Linked DNA regions of Anas platyrhynchos: region 1 is linked to region 2. Evidence: chromatin contacts called from public Hi-C data. All regions are on one chromosome and are shown on one strand. Each heading gives the region's core, a stretch centred on a gene start, on an enhancer-like site or on the middle of the called end of the contact. The rest is flanking DNA. Distances are from core to core; before and after follow the strand shown. Region 1 holds the start of FCHSD2 (FCH and double SH3 domains 2). Region 2 holds the start of RPS3 (ribosomal protein S3).

Region 1 (6,144 bases), core at 772-3,271, 140 kb before region 2:
GTACCCCATACCCCATGTGCACCCCATGTGTACCCCATTTACACCCCCATGTGCACCCCATTTACACCCTCCACCCCATTTATTCGTCATGTGCACCCCATTTCTACCCCCACCCCAAACGGACCCCACATGGACCCCATGTGCACCCTACGTGAACCCCTCCACGCAATTTACCCCCCCCACACCCCATGTGCACCCCATGCACACCCCCCAACCCCATTTACACCACATGTACACCTCATTTACCCCCCCACCTCCACGTGCACCCCATTTACACCCCCTCACCCCATTTACACCCCCACACCCCTATGTGCACCCCATTTACACCCTCCACCCCTTTTCTACCCCCCTACCCCACATGGACCCCACACAGACCCCAGTTACACTCCCACCTCATTTACACCCCATGTACACCCCCATTTACACCCCATATACACCCCATTTCTCCCCTGTACATCCCCATTTCCACCCCACGTGCACCCCATTTACCCCCCGCACCCCAATACACCCCAATACACCCCATTTACACCCCAATTGCACCCCATGCACACCCCATTTACACCCCCCACACCCCATGCACACCCCATTTCTCCCTCTACATTCCCCTTTCCACACCATTTCCACCCCATTTCAACCCCTACATCCCCATACACTCCCCACTCCCCCCATTTATCCCCCACACCCCAATACACTCCATGTGCACCCCATTTCTACCCCCCTATATCCCCATTTATACCCCATATGCACCCCATTTACACCCCCCACACTCCATTTACACCCCATTTCTTCCCCCTACATCCCCCTTTCCACCCCCTTTCCACCCCATTTCCACCCCTACATCCCCATTCACGCTCCCCATTTATCCCCCACACCCCAATACACCCCATGTGCACCCCATTTCTCCCCCCAACCCATTTACACCCCGTGTGCACCCCATTTACGCCTCCTACCCCCTTTACACCCCATGTGTATCCCATATATACCCCCCCACCCCATGTACACCCCTTTTACAGCCCATACACCCCATATACACCCCATTTCTCCCCTGTACATCCCCATTTCCACCCCACGTACACCCCATTTACCCCCCACACCCCAATACACCCCATGTACACCCCAATACACCCCATGCGCACCCCATTTACCCCCCTACATCCCCATTTCCACTCCATTTCCACCCCTACATCCCCATTCACCCCCAATGCCCCCCATTTATCCCCCGAACCCCAATACACCCTATTTCTACCCCCTACATCCCCATATACACCCCATTTCTCCCCTGTACATCCCCATTTCCACCCCACGTGCACCCCATTTACCCCCTGCACCCCAATACATCCCATGTGCACCCCATTTCTACCCCCGTATATCCCCATTTACACCCCATATGCACCCCATTTACACCCCAATTGCACCCCATACGCACCCCATTTACCCCCCTACATCCCCATTTCCACCCCATTTCCACCCCTACATCCCCATTCACCCCCCTATGCCCCCCGTTTACCCCCTGCACCCCAATACACCCCATTTCTACCCCCTATATCCCCATTTCCACCCCAATTGCACCCCATTTCCACCCCATGTACACCCCCCCACCCCATATACACCCCATTTCTCCCCCCTACATCCCCCTTTCCACCCCCTTTCCACCCCCTTTCCACCCCATTTCCACCCCTACATCCCCATTCACCCCCCACATTCCCCCCCATTCCCCCCATTCCCCCCATTCCCCCCCCACGCTCCCCCCACGCTCCCCCCACGTGCTCCCCCCTCCCCCTTACAAGCCCCGCCCCCTCCCCTTGGCCACGCCCCCTCCCCTTTAGCCACGCCCCCTCCCCCTTAGCCCCGCCCCCCTCCCCTCCCCTCTCCCCTCCCCTCAGCGCCCCCTGGCGGCCGCTCCCCCCCCTCCCCTCCCTCCCCTCATGGCCCCGCCTCCCCCCCCCCCCCTCCCCGTTCTATGGTGGCCGCTCCAGGCCGGAGGCCGCCGCCCCCCCCCCCCCCTCGGAGCCTTCCTCCTCCTCCTCCTCCTCCTCCTCCTCCTCCTCCTCCTCCTCCTCCTCCTGCAGCCGCCGCCGCCGCTGCCGCTGCTGCTGCCGGCGGGAGGGGGGGGGGCGGTGGCGGCGGGGCTGGATGCGAAGCCCCCGCGCAGCAACATGCAGCCCCCGCCGAGGAAGGTGAGGGGATTTGGGGGGGAGGTTTGGGGGTTTTGAGGGGCGTTTGGGGTCTGAGGGGATTTGGGGGGGGTTTGGGGCTGAGGGGGGGTTTGGGGTTTGGGGGGGGTTTGGGGTTTGAGGGGGGGTTTGGTGTCTGAGGGGATTTGGGGGGATTTGGGGTTTGAGGGGGGTTTGGGGTCTGAGGAGATTTGGGGGGGTTTGGGGATGAGGTGGGGTTTGGGGTTGAGGGGGGGACTTGAGGGGGTTTGGGGCTGAGGGGGGGTTTTGGGGTTTGAGGGGGGTTTGGGGTCTGAGGGGGGGGTTTGGGGTCTGAGGGGATTTGGGGGGATTTGGGGATGAGGGGGGGGTTGGGGTTGAGGGGGGGACTTGAAAGGATTTGGGGTTGAGGGGGGGGTTTGGGGGGATCTGGGGTTTGAGGGGGGATTTGTGGTTTGAGGGGTTGGTTTGGGGCTGAGGAGGAGATTTGGGGGGGTTTGGGGGGTTGGGGCTGAAGGGGAGACTTGAGGGGATTTGGGGTTTGAGGGGGGTTTTGGGCTGAGATGGGTTTGGGGTTTGAGGGGGGGGTTGGGGCTGAGGGGGGGACTTGAGGGGTTTTGGGGCTGAGGAGGGGATTTGGGGCTGAGGGGGAGATTTGAGAGGATTTGGGGTTTTGGGGGGGCTGGGGCTGAGGGGGAGACTTGAGGGGATTTGGGGTTTGAGGAGGGGGTTTAGGCTGAGGAGGGGTTTTGGGGGGATTTGGGGCTGAAGGGGAGACTTGAGGGGTTTTGGGGCTGAAGGGGGAGGATTTGGGGCTGAGGAGGGGATCTGGGGGATTTTTGGGGTTTGAGGGGCAGACTTGAGGGGTTTAGGGGCTGAGGGGGGATTTGGGGTTTGAGAGGGAGACTTGAGGGGATTTGGGGCTGAGGAGGGGTTTTGGGGTTTGAGGGGGGGCTTGGGGGGGGTTGGGGCTGAAGGGGAGACTTGAGGGGGTTTGGGGGGATTTGGGGTTTGAGGGGCAGACTTGAGGGGATTTGGGGCTCAGGAAGGGGTTTTGAGGCTCGGGGGGGACTTGAGGGGATTTGGGGTTGAGAGGGGGGTTGGGGCTGAGGAGGGCGATTTGGGGGTGTTTGGGGTTTGTGGGGGATTTAGGGGGTGACGAGGGTTTGGGGTTGGGTTTCCTTAGGGGGGTCCTGGGTAGGTTTTGGGGACAGTGGGGGTGTGTGGGGTTTGGGGCTGGGCTCAATTTGGGGGTTTTGGGTGGGGTGTGTGTGGGGATAATAGGGCTGACTGGGATTTGGGGCTGTGTTTCAATAGGGTTGGGGTCTTGGGCAGGTGTATGGGGGTTCCTGGGCTGACTGGGATTTGGGGCTGTGTTTAGGGCTTGGGGGGGACGGGGTCTGGCTGCATTTTAGGGCTGCGTTTGGGCATGGAGGGGAGATCCTAAATGGGATCCTATATGGGATTGGGGACCAGCGGTGCTGACTGCATTTTGGGGCTGCATTTGGATGAGGGCTGGTGGGGTGTATATAGGGTCTGGCTGCGATATGGGGCACAAGGATGGGGTCTGTGGCTATGGGGTCTCACAGGCAGGGAGATTTAAGGGACGAGGGGGGGGGGTCAGCGATGAATTGGGGCCGCAGTGGGGTGGGCGAGGAGAGGAGGGGGCGGTGGCCTGCAAAGGGGGAGGGGGGGGATAAGAGAGGGGTCTGCGGCAGCGGGGAGACCCCCCCGGCCATATTAGGGTCCGGGTGGCGAGGATGAGGGTGAGCAGGGGTGGCCATAAACCTGTAGGGTTTGTGGGATGGGAGCAAACCCCAAACGGTGGCGGCAGCAGGGGAGGGTTTTCCGCTTGCTGCAGCCTGCAGGGTTGGGGGTGGTTTGCTTTTTGGGGGATCGGCGAGGGGGGGAGGTGTGGATTTGGGGTTTTTGGGGGTGGTTGGGGAACCGAGCTGCATGCGGGTGCTGGTATAGGGGGACGGAGCGCTTTGGGATCGAGCTGCTGGGGACAGAGGGGGAGCCAGAGACAGCGAGCAGGGTATGGGGTTGGGAGCCACTAGGAGGGGGTGGGGGGGCGGTTTTAGGATTTTGGGATCCGTGCCTTTGGTCCTCATCATCCTGCTGCCCCATTTGGGGTGCGGTGGGGTGGGCTCCCCCATTTTTTGGTGCGATTTCCCCCGGTTTTGTGTCGTCCCCTCCCCGTTTTTTGTTGTTTCGTGGTGCAGTGGCAGGGGGCTGGCTGCCGGGGAATTGTCAGAGCCGAGGAGGTTTTTGCTGGCTTTTAGGATCTCGATTTCCTTTTCCTCCCCCTATTTGGGGAAGGGGAAGGGGATTTGGGGTCTTCGTGTCCCCCCCACCGTGACCGCGAGGCGTTCCCGACCTCCCCGATGCGCAGGGGCTGCGGCGATGCCTCCAAGCCAGCAGGAGGATCCCCTGTCATCACCGAGGGGTTTTAATGCCCAAATCTGCTTTTTTTTAATAAAAAAAAGAGAGCAGACAGCCCCATGGGGTCGTTCTGAACCCAAATCCTTCCTGGTACCTGCCAGGAGGTGCCCGGCTGATGGGATTTGGGTTTTAATGAGCACCAAATTGCAGCAGGAGCACAGCCTCCCTCCGAAGGGTTATTTGGATGCAGCATTGAGAACCACCGTGATCTTTGGGCTGGATTTAAAGGAAATTCTTTAAATATCTTTTTTTTTTTGAAATTTTAATTAATTTTAAAATTGTTTAACTTGCTCCTAAGCACTAAATGTACACGCACCATTGATTTTCCCCCCTGTAGCCCAGATATTTTTTTATTTCCAGGCTTTTTTTGTTCTAAAAATCCATCGGACACTCCTCGTCCTCACATCTTTCAGAATAAAATGGCATTTTCATTAATTTTGGGGCCTACGTGTGGGATTTTTGCGGGGTGTGAGCCCTCTCAGGTGGCAGCGTGCGTTGAATTCAGCCCCTTTTCGCCTTCCTTCTTCACTCTGTGCCTTAGTTATGCCCCTAAATGCGCAATTTCAAAATAAATGAGGGAAATCAAATCTTAATGGGAAAAAAAATCATTTAAACTCTGCAGAAGATGCACATGGTCTGTTGTTTTCTTGTTTTTTTAGGTGAAAGTCACACAAGAGCTAAAAAACATCCAGGTCGAGCAGATGACAAAGCTTCAGGCCAAGCACCAGGCAGAATGTGAGCTCCTCGAGGACGTCAGGTAAGGCTACGGAGAACCGCGACCGAAATTCCCTTTAAGATCCAGCTTTTTTGGAAGAGCGCTGGAGTTACAAAACTTCAGGAACTGACGATGGAATTTCCTCTTTGGATTTCCTGCTTTCAGGCTGTTAAAGTTTTGACACAGCTGGAAATTATAACTGCAGCTAACACAATGCAAACACTTCTTTTTTTTTTTTCCTCTTCGCTTCAATGGGGGAAATGTGTTTTTTTTTTTTTTAAAGAAGTCACAAATAACACAGAAAAAGCACTTTTTTTTTTTCAGCAGTGCTTCTCTGTGTAATAGACTTTGATTTACTGCCCGTAAGAGGCTGTTACAATTATTACGGATGCATTAAAACCACCGATGATTTACATCTTGCTAGAAAGAGCTTTGAACAGCACTTTTAAATAGATTGCCTTTTTTTTTTTTTAATACCAGAAACTTGCAAGATATTTGCATTTATGATTTAAAACTTGGTGCAGTAGGGGAAAATCTGCGTTACGTCAGCGGCGTTGTGTTATTAGTTTTTTATTATTCATGTTAATTAATGTGATTGGTTCTCTTTAACTTAAAACTTTGCCTTTAATGAAATAGGGTGGTAGTGGCTGCCCAGCGTTAGGTGGAGGATTAATGATTGCGTTTGGAGAGGATCAAATTTTAGGAATTTTAGGGTTTTCTGTCAAGTATTCGGTCGTGGGGCTGCTGCTGCCCTTCTCTTTTTGGCAGCGTGTATCCCACCCGTTAATGAAATCAGATTTTGATCAGATTTTGTGCCTTATATTGCCATCT
Region 2 (6,623 bases), core at 1,052-3,551:
GAGAGGGGACTTCTCCCTCTCGTACCTCTGGTCAGCTCCGTGATCCATCCCGCTGGATAAGGGATGCTGGAAGCACGTCCCAACCTAGTGGCTGAAGTCTCTCGTAAGGTGATTCTCACCTCCTCTAAATTTCACTTCTTTTCTCACCTCCTCTAAATTCCTCTTCTTTTCTTACCTCCTCTAAACCATGAGCTGGCTCTGTCTGTCTACAGGGATGCAGATGCAAAGGAGCAGCAGGAGTTGACAGCACGCCTAAGCAGGTATTTCTGGCCATGTTATACCAGCCCAGTCCAAGCCCTGGGCTCCCAGTGCTCCCAGTTCGATCCCTGTTTGACCTGGCTCCAGCCTCAGTCCCTAGAGGGGGAAATCAGGAGGAGATGGATGGAGTTTGGCTCTGAATTTTGGGCAAGAGGAACTCCTCATTGAGCACAACACACGAAGCTTTCCCCACCCTGGAAACTGTCTCCACTGACATCTAGTGGCAAACCAGGCTTTTTTTCTTCTTCTTCTTTTTTTTTTTCTTCTTTTTTTTTTTTTCCCTTCCTTTTTTTTTTTTTTTTTTTTTTTTTTTTTTTTTTTTTTTTTTCCTCTGGTCCCCATGGGTGCTTCTGAGCAGGCTGGAAACAGGGGCAGTGCAGGAGGTGGCTGCAGGACAGATCATTTTATTTTAATTTAAAGCCATTACCCCTCATCCTGTCACCACTCTCCTTCCCAAAGACTCTCTCCTCATGCTGGCTCAGAAGAAACCCAGCTCAGCATTTCTGTCCGTAGCCAAAAGCCCAGGGAAACCTGAAAACACAACAAATCTGCTCGCAGCAAGCACCCACCTCCCACTGCCTTCATCTGCTTGCTGTGGGAGGACTGTGATCGTGAAGTCTGTGGGTTTTGCTGGATTTTAACCATTTATTTATTTATTTATTTATTTTTTATCTTTACTGCACACAGAGGTGCTCCCAGGCCTCTCAACACCCCTCGCCTCTACCCCTCCGAGATGGAGATCCAGCTGGCACAACGCAGGTGGACCACAGACAGGTGGACCACAGACTTATTTACGGAGCCACGAAATGATGATATCTCATTTTTTCATCCTTTCTTGATATATATTTTTGGCACAGAAGCCCTGTAGTATCCACACAAGGCCCTTTCTGTACAACCAGAGCCGTGCAGTGCCCCTGCCCTCACCTGTGGCTGCTCACTTTTTGTCAAACCTCTAGTGAAGCTATCCAAAAGAAGCCTTACAGAAAGCCCAACAGCTTATTTCAACCTTTTTTTCCACTATTATCCCCTTTTTCACCATTATCCTCAAATCTTCTGGCTCCGTTCTTGGAGGTTTGCAAGGCAGGACTTTCATTTTCTCATTCCTCCCAAGCAGTCCGTATTTACCCGCGTTTGTGGATATTTTCATTTATTAGTTCTCCCCATTATTATGTTTTCTCGTTTACACTGCACATCCAAAAGCCTGTAACCCCCTAAAACTGTAACATTTTTGACAAAATGACCGATTTCTCCATCTTTGGCCACCGTGGAAGTTTTAAGCAAGAAATCCCGTCCTGTTGGTATTCCCGTAACCCAGTGCCCAGACTGCAGGGGTGGTGACATGTCAAAAGAGGACAAAAGAAGTGACGATATGTCAAAAGAGGTAAAAAAACACCTCAAAAGACCTGTCCTGCAACTCCATTTGTCATATTTATTTAATTTGCCTTGAGTGAGGTAGAGGGACCACAGCCCTCCCTCGAGACGCTGCACAAACACAGCAGCCAAGACCTACAGTAGCTCGAAGTTTACAGTTGACCATAACTTATAGGTAACTGTAAATAATTAACAGCTATTGTTAAATTTTACTTAAAGTAAGGGATAAGAGTTTGGCACTCTTGAGATGTCAAGACTCCTGATGTTTCCCTGCAAATAACAGAGAGCTCATGCGCGCTTTTCACATGGTTTTCCTCAGGGGCGTTTCCTTCACTTGTGACTGACTAAAAACAGGAAGAAAGGTGAAAAATAAAAAATGAAACAAAACGCGGTCAGAGCGGGGCTGGCGCCCCCACCCCTCAGCGCCGCTCCCCTCATGGCGACGGGGACGGCAGCCATGAGGGGACGGCGTCTGTAACCACCCTGAAAGCTGCATATCGAGGTGAATTATCCTGTCAGCGCTCGGGCCCTTTCACATCGGCTTTCCAGCCATCTTAACACCGACTGAGGGCGCTCGCAGCCGCTTGGAAAGCGGAAAAACGCCTTGAAAGAGGGCGGGTTAAGCCCCGCCAACATGGCGGCGCCGGGAAAAAACTACATTTCCCATCATCCCTCTCCCCCGGGTAGCCCCCCCACGTGACCTCAGCTGACCAATAGGAAGCGGCGGAAGGCGATATAGCCCGCCCAGGAGGGCCCGTTCCCTCCTTTCCGCCGGGCGGCGCGGCGCAAGATGGCGGTGCAGATCTCCAAGAAGCGCAAGGTGAGGGCGGCCTCCCGCGTCGCCGAGGCCTCGGGGCGCCTCCATATCGGCGGGGCCGCGATGAGGGAGGTCTCGGCTTTCGTCGGCGGCGGGGGATGGCGGCGGGTGGGGGAGGATGGCGGCGGATGGAGGCGGATGAGGCGCGGAGGCCCCGTGGGGAAGATGGCGGCGGGAGGCTGGCGGGGTGCTGAGAGGAGGGAGGGGAGCCGGGCCTGGGGTTTTCAAGGCGGAAGGTTTTATTTTTCTCCTTATTTCTGCGTGAGGAGAGGAGCTGCCAGGCTGCGGGCCGGCTCGGGGGTGAATTTGGCCTAGGTTTAAGCAGAAAACCCTGGCTTGAGGCTGAGTGCTTGACCCAGAGGTTGACTTGGCCTCGTTGCTTTGTAGTTTGTCGCTGATGGCATCTTCAAAGCTGAGCTGAACGAGTTCCTGACTCGCGAACTGGCTGAAGATGGCTACTCGGGAGTAGAAGTCCGGGTCACTCCAACCAGGACCGAGATCATCATACTCGCCACCAGGTAACCGAGACGCTGCTGTCGGGTCTTGGAGGCTGTGCCAGGCTGTAAGAGGTGCTGCTGAACCTTTAAACGATAATATCATTAGGGAAAGACGCTTGGGAAAGAAATCCTGAAGTGATATTCAGTGATACAGCAGCATTACAGCCTCTGCTAGTCAAGGCTGGACAGGGTTAGATGCTCTCTGGAAGCTCTCTGGGATAGTTGCAGGCTCTGACATGGGGACACTTTCTCAGTTAATACTTCACTGTTTTGTCTTTTTACTTTCTCAGTTATACTCTACTGTGTGTTGTTTTTTTTAATTCCAGGACCCAGAATGTCCTGGGTGAGAAGGGGCGCCGCATCCGGGAGCTGACAGCTGTCGTGCAGAAGAGGTTTGGCTTTCCTGAGGGAAGCGTTGAGGTAAAACTGCCTCAGTTAAACCAGTAGTAAGTGGGCTGTTCACTTAGCTGCGTGCTCTGTTCGGGTGGTTTCAGCTGAAAGTTTGCTGGGAGATTATCTTGGGGTGCGTTTTACCTCTTCTCACAAAATGCTGTTGCCCTGAAAGAGGAGGTGGTTGGCTTTTAATGGTACTTTGAGAGCTGTCAGTTGGGCTGTTTTTCGCTGCTTTCCCAATATCTGAGAAGTACATTTCTCTAAAAACCCATAGTAGGGTTTGGAACTAGGTGGTCTTTAAGGTCCCTTCCAACCCAAACCATTTCTGTGGTTGTTTTGTAGAGGATGTTGCTGTACCAACATTGAGGTGAGAAACGAGTCTAGCAGAGAAATTTTTATTAGTATGTTACCATTCCTAATTAATAAATTCATAACGCTTCTGCACTTAGTGCTTTGTTACAGAATGAGCTCTGAGATTGTGTGAGAACTGTAATGAATTAGATAGTCAAGTGACACGACAGTAATTTCCTGATGTCTTTTAAATGGTTGAAATCTGGTGTCCTCGCTCGTACTTTCCTCTAAAAAGTTCTGGGGGAGGCTGGGGGGTGCTATTTTGTGTTTTGGGGTGCTGCTCGCATTTATTCCTGCCCAGCCAGTGCTGCTGGATCACATTATACAGTGAAGGCTGCTGCTGATCTTCATCAGATGCTTAAACTTAATGACAGCGACCTTCACGGAGCGCATCAGGAGTTGCTGGCTCCGTGAATATTGTCCGTGTGATTTTTGAGTGTCTCTTCCTGAAGTATCAGCAGACGTGTTCTAATGGGGATGGGATGTTGAGCAGTAGGAAGCTCCTGCTTTATTTTAACTGAAAACCACCTGGAAATAAAGCCACTGCTGAGTTTACTGACCACTTTGTTGTTTTTTTTTTGCAGCTCTATGCCGAGAAGGTGGCCACAAGAGGTCTGTGCGCGATCGCTCAGGCAGAGTCCCTGCGGTACAAGCTTCTGGGAGGCTTAGCGGTGCGTCGGTGAGTACAGCAACTGCGAGGCAGTGCAGGCTTCAGGCACAATTTCGAAAGAACCCCTCACCACCTTCAGCTTGAAAGTTTAACCCGGTGATGCTGTACATGGAGAGGGCAGTTTGGAGTTTTAATTCCTGCTGTGCGCAGCTTTTTGTGTAGTACACTGTTACTTCTTGTAGTAATTGTATTTCAAAAGTAAATGTTGAAGCCCACAGCAGATCAGATTAAAAGTTGGGTGACTGGTGTGGATAAAGCTTGTGTTTATTTCTGAATAAATGGTTCAAATCACAACTTGAAGCCTTCTGGCTGAACTGTGGTTGAGGTGACAGCGGCCCTGCTCCTCAGATCCCTTCGGTGATGATAAGATGACGAGTCAGAAGCGGGTGGCTCCTGCAGAGTGGTGCCCCTGCGGTATCACGTCCTGTGGTGCTGCGGGTGGCTCTTCAGCAGGAGCATCCCATCCTCATTGAATGATTTTGAGGCATTTGTCTGAGAAAGGGACACAGGGGCTGGCTCCTGCCGTGAAGAATTGTCCACCTTCAGCTACGGAGCTGCTCAGAAAGTCCGCTTGTCACTGTCCTCACAACTTCCCGAGGCCTGGGACTGAAGCTGGTGTAAAATGGCACCAGGGAGTGCAGATTTGGCTGAGGTGCCCTCAACTGACTCAAAATTTGTTCTGCTTTCTGCCTTCAGAGCTTGCTACGGTGTCCTCCGCTTCATCATGGAGAGCGGCGCCAAGGGCTGCGAGGTGGTCGTCTCGGGCAAACTCAGAGGTCAGCGTGCCAAGTCCATGAAATTCGTGGATGGTTTGATGATCCACAGCGGGGACCCCGTGAATTACTACGTCGACACAGCCGTGCGTCACGTCCTTCTCCGGCAGGGTGAGTGGCTCTCCCTGCTGTTTTTTTGTTTCCAAGTGTTTTGGAGCCAGGAGATCCCAGCTGCAGGCGTTCTGTGCCTGCAGGTGGAAGGTTTTCCTCAGCTCTCATGCCCCTCTGATCTTGCAGAATGTTTCTGTTGTGCTGCCCCTGGGAATTGTAACTGATGGGAGATGGAGAAGAGTCTTTCAGCAGACAACAGGACTTGCTGTGGTCTCTCAGAGTCTTCTGCCTTTGCTGCTAGTGGGGATTGAACATTTCCAGCTGATTATGTGATTTTCCAGACACTGATTTGTGTCTTATGGCTTCTGAGGCTGGTAGCAAAACACCTTAAAAATGGAGAAGCACTTCCTGACTGTTCAAAGACTGTTTGCAGTTGGATTCTGGCTCCCGGGGGAAGTCGGGCAGAACATGGGTGCTTACAAGCCCCATAGAAAATCCAACACCACCCACTGACAGTTTTTTCCCCCATAGCTGTGCTGTTTCAGGTCTTCCCAGCTAAACCAGCCGAGCCTGCTCACCCCGGTCCTTCCCCTGGGTAAAAGTGACTTCTGCATCTTAATTGGCTTCGGGTTACTTAATTGCAGAGCATCCCATGTAGGAATGGCAGCACGAAGTCCCTCTCTGCCTTCCCTTCGGTGACGATCCGATGACGAGTCAGACGGTGACGTCCTCGCATCAGCGCAGCCTGCTCGGTGCCACGTTCTGTGGTGCTGTGCCAAGGCCACGTTGGGCAGGACGTCCTACACATTGGATGATTTCGAGGCATTTGTCTGAGAAGGGATAGAAAAACAAAAAAAAACAACAAACAAGGCAGTTGGCTAGGAAACTGAGCTGTTACCCCAAGGAAAAAGTGTTTCACATCAGGCTTAGCATGATGTGAGGATGCAGCATGGTTCTGTTGTACTCATCCTGAGCTGCGGTTAGCAAAATTCATAAAAAAAATACTCTGATTTAGATCTACAGTAACTAAATTATGAAGCTCTACCCCTTTTGTCTTAATTAGCTGCCATCTGTGTCTTGATAGGGAACATTTTTTGATGCAGGGAGGTTATTTGGTAGCCTTCAGGCTTTTCACTGCTGACTGTGCACTTGGTACCTTGTGTTGAATGGTCTTTCCCCTTCTTTTGCAGGTGTATTGGGAATCAAAGTAAAGATTATGTTGCCTTGGGACCCAAGCGGAAAGATTGGCCCCAAAAAGCCTCTGCCAGATCACGTCAGCATCGTGGAACCCAAAGAAGAGATCTTGCCCACCACTCCCATTTCAGAGCAGAAAGGTGGCAAGCCAGAACAGCCGGCCATGCCTCAGCCAGTTCCCACTGCCTGAGGGGTAAGAGCCTGCGAGCAGCGGGACTTAGCGGGGTGAGGGTACTGTGGGAGAGGTT

Evidence for each region. Hi-C and Micro-C count contacts between places; a contact is called where the count stands out from the background.
Region 1: a contact with region 2 is called in a Hi-C map of subcutaneous adipose tissue, with 4 times the contacts expected there. The contact joins the promoter of FCHSD2 here to the promoter of RPS3 in region 2. A contact is called at or near these places in 6 of 8 Hi-C or Micro-C datasets (F1 follicle, F5 follicle, skeletal muscle and 2 more).

Annotation. Positions count from the first base shown.
Region 1 is chr1:205,542,662-205,548,805 of IASCAAS_PekinDuck_T2T, reverse strand. It overlaps FCHSD2 (FCH and double SH3 domains 2), which reads left to right and starts at 2,021. Exons shown (of 20, transcript XM_027462102.3): 1 at 2,021-2,177; 2 at 5,258-5,355. The coding sequence starts at 2,157.
Region 2 is chr1:205,398,722-205,405,344 of IASCAAS_PekinDuck_T2T, reverse strand. It overlaps RPS3 (ribosomal protein S3), which reads left to right and starts at 2,301. Exons shown (of 7, transcript XM_027466167.3): 1 at 2,301-2,449; 2 at 2,834-2,964; 3 at 3,270-3,363; 4 at 4,272-4,366; 5 at 5,054-5,241; 6 at 6,372-6,568. The coding sequence starts at 2,420. The coding sequence ends at 6,565. It overlaps LOC113842467 (small nucleolar RNA SNORD15), which reads left to right and starts at 5,872; the gene lies at 5,872-6,020. LOC113842466 (small nucleolar RNA SNORD15) reads left to right here and starts at 4,710; the gene lies at 4,710-4,859.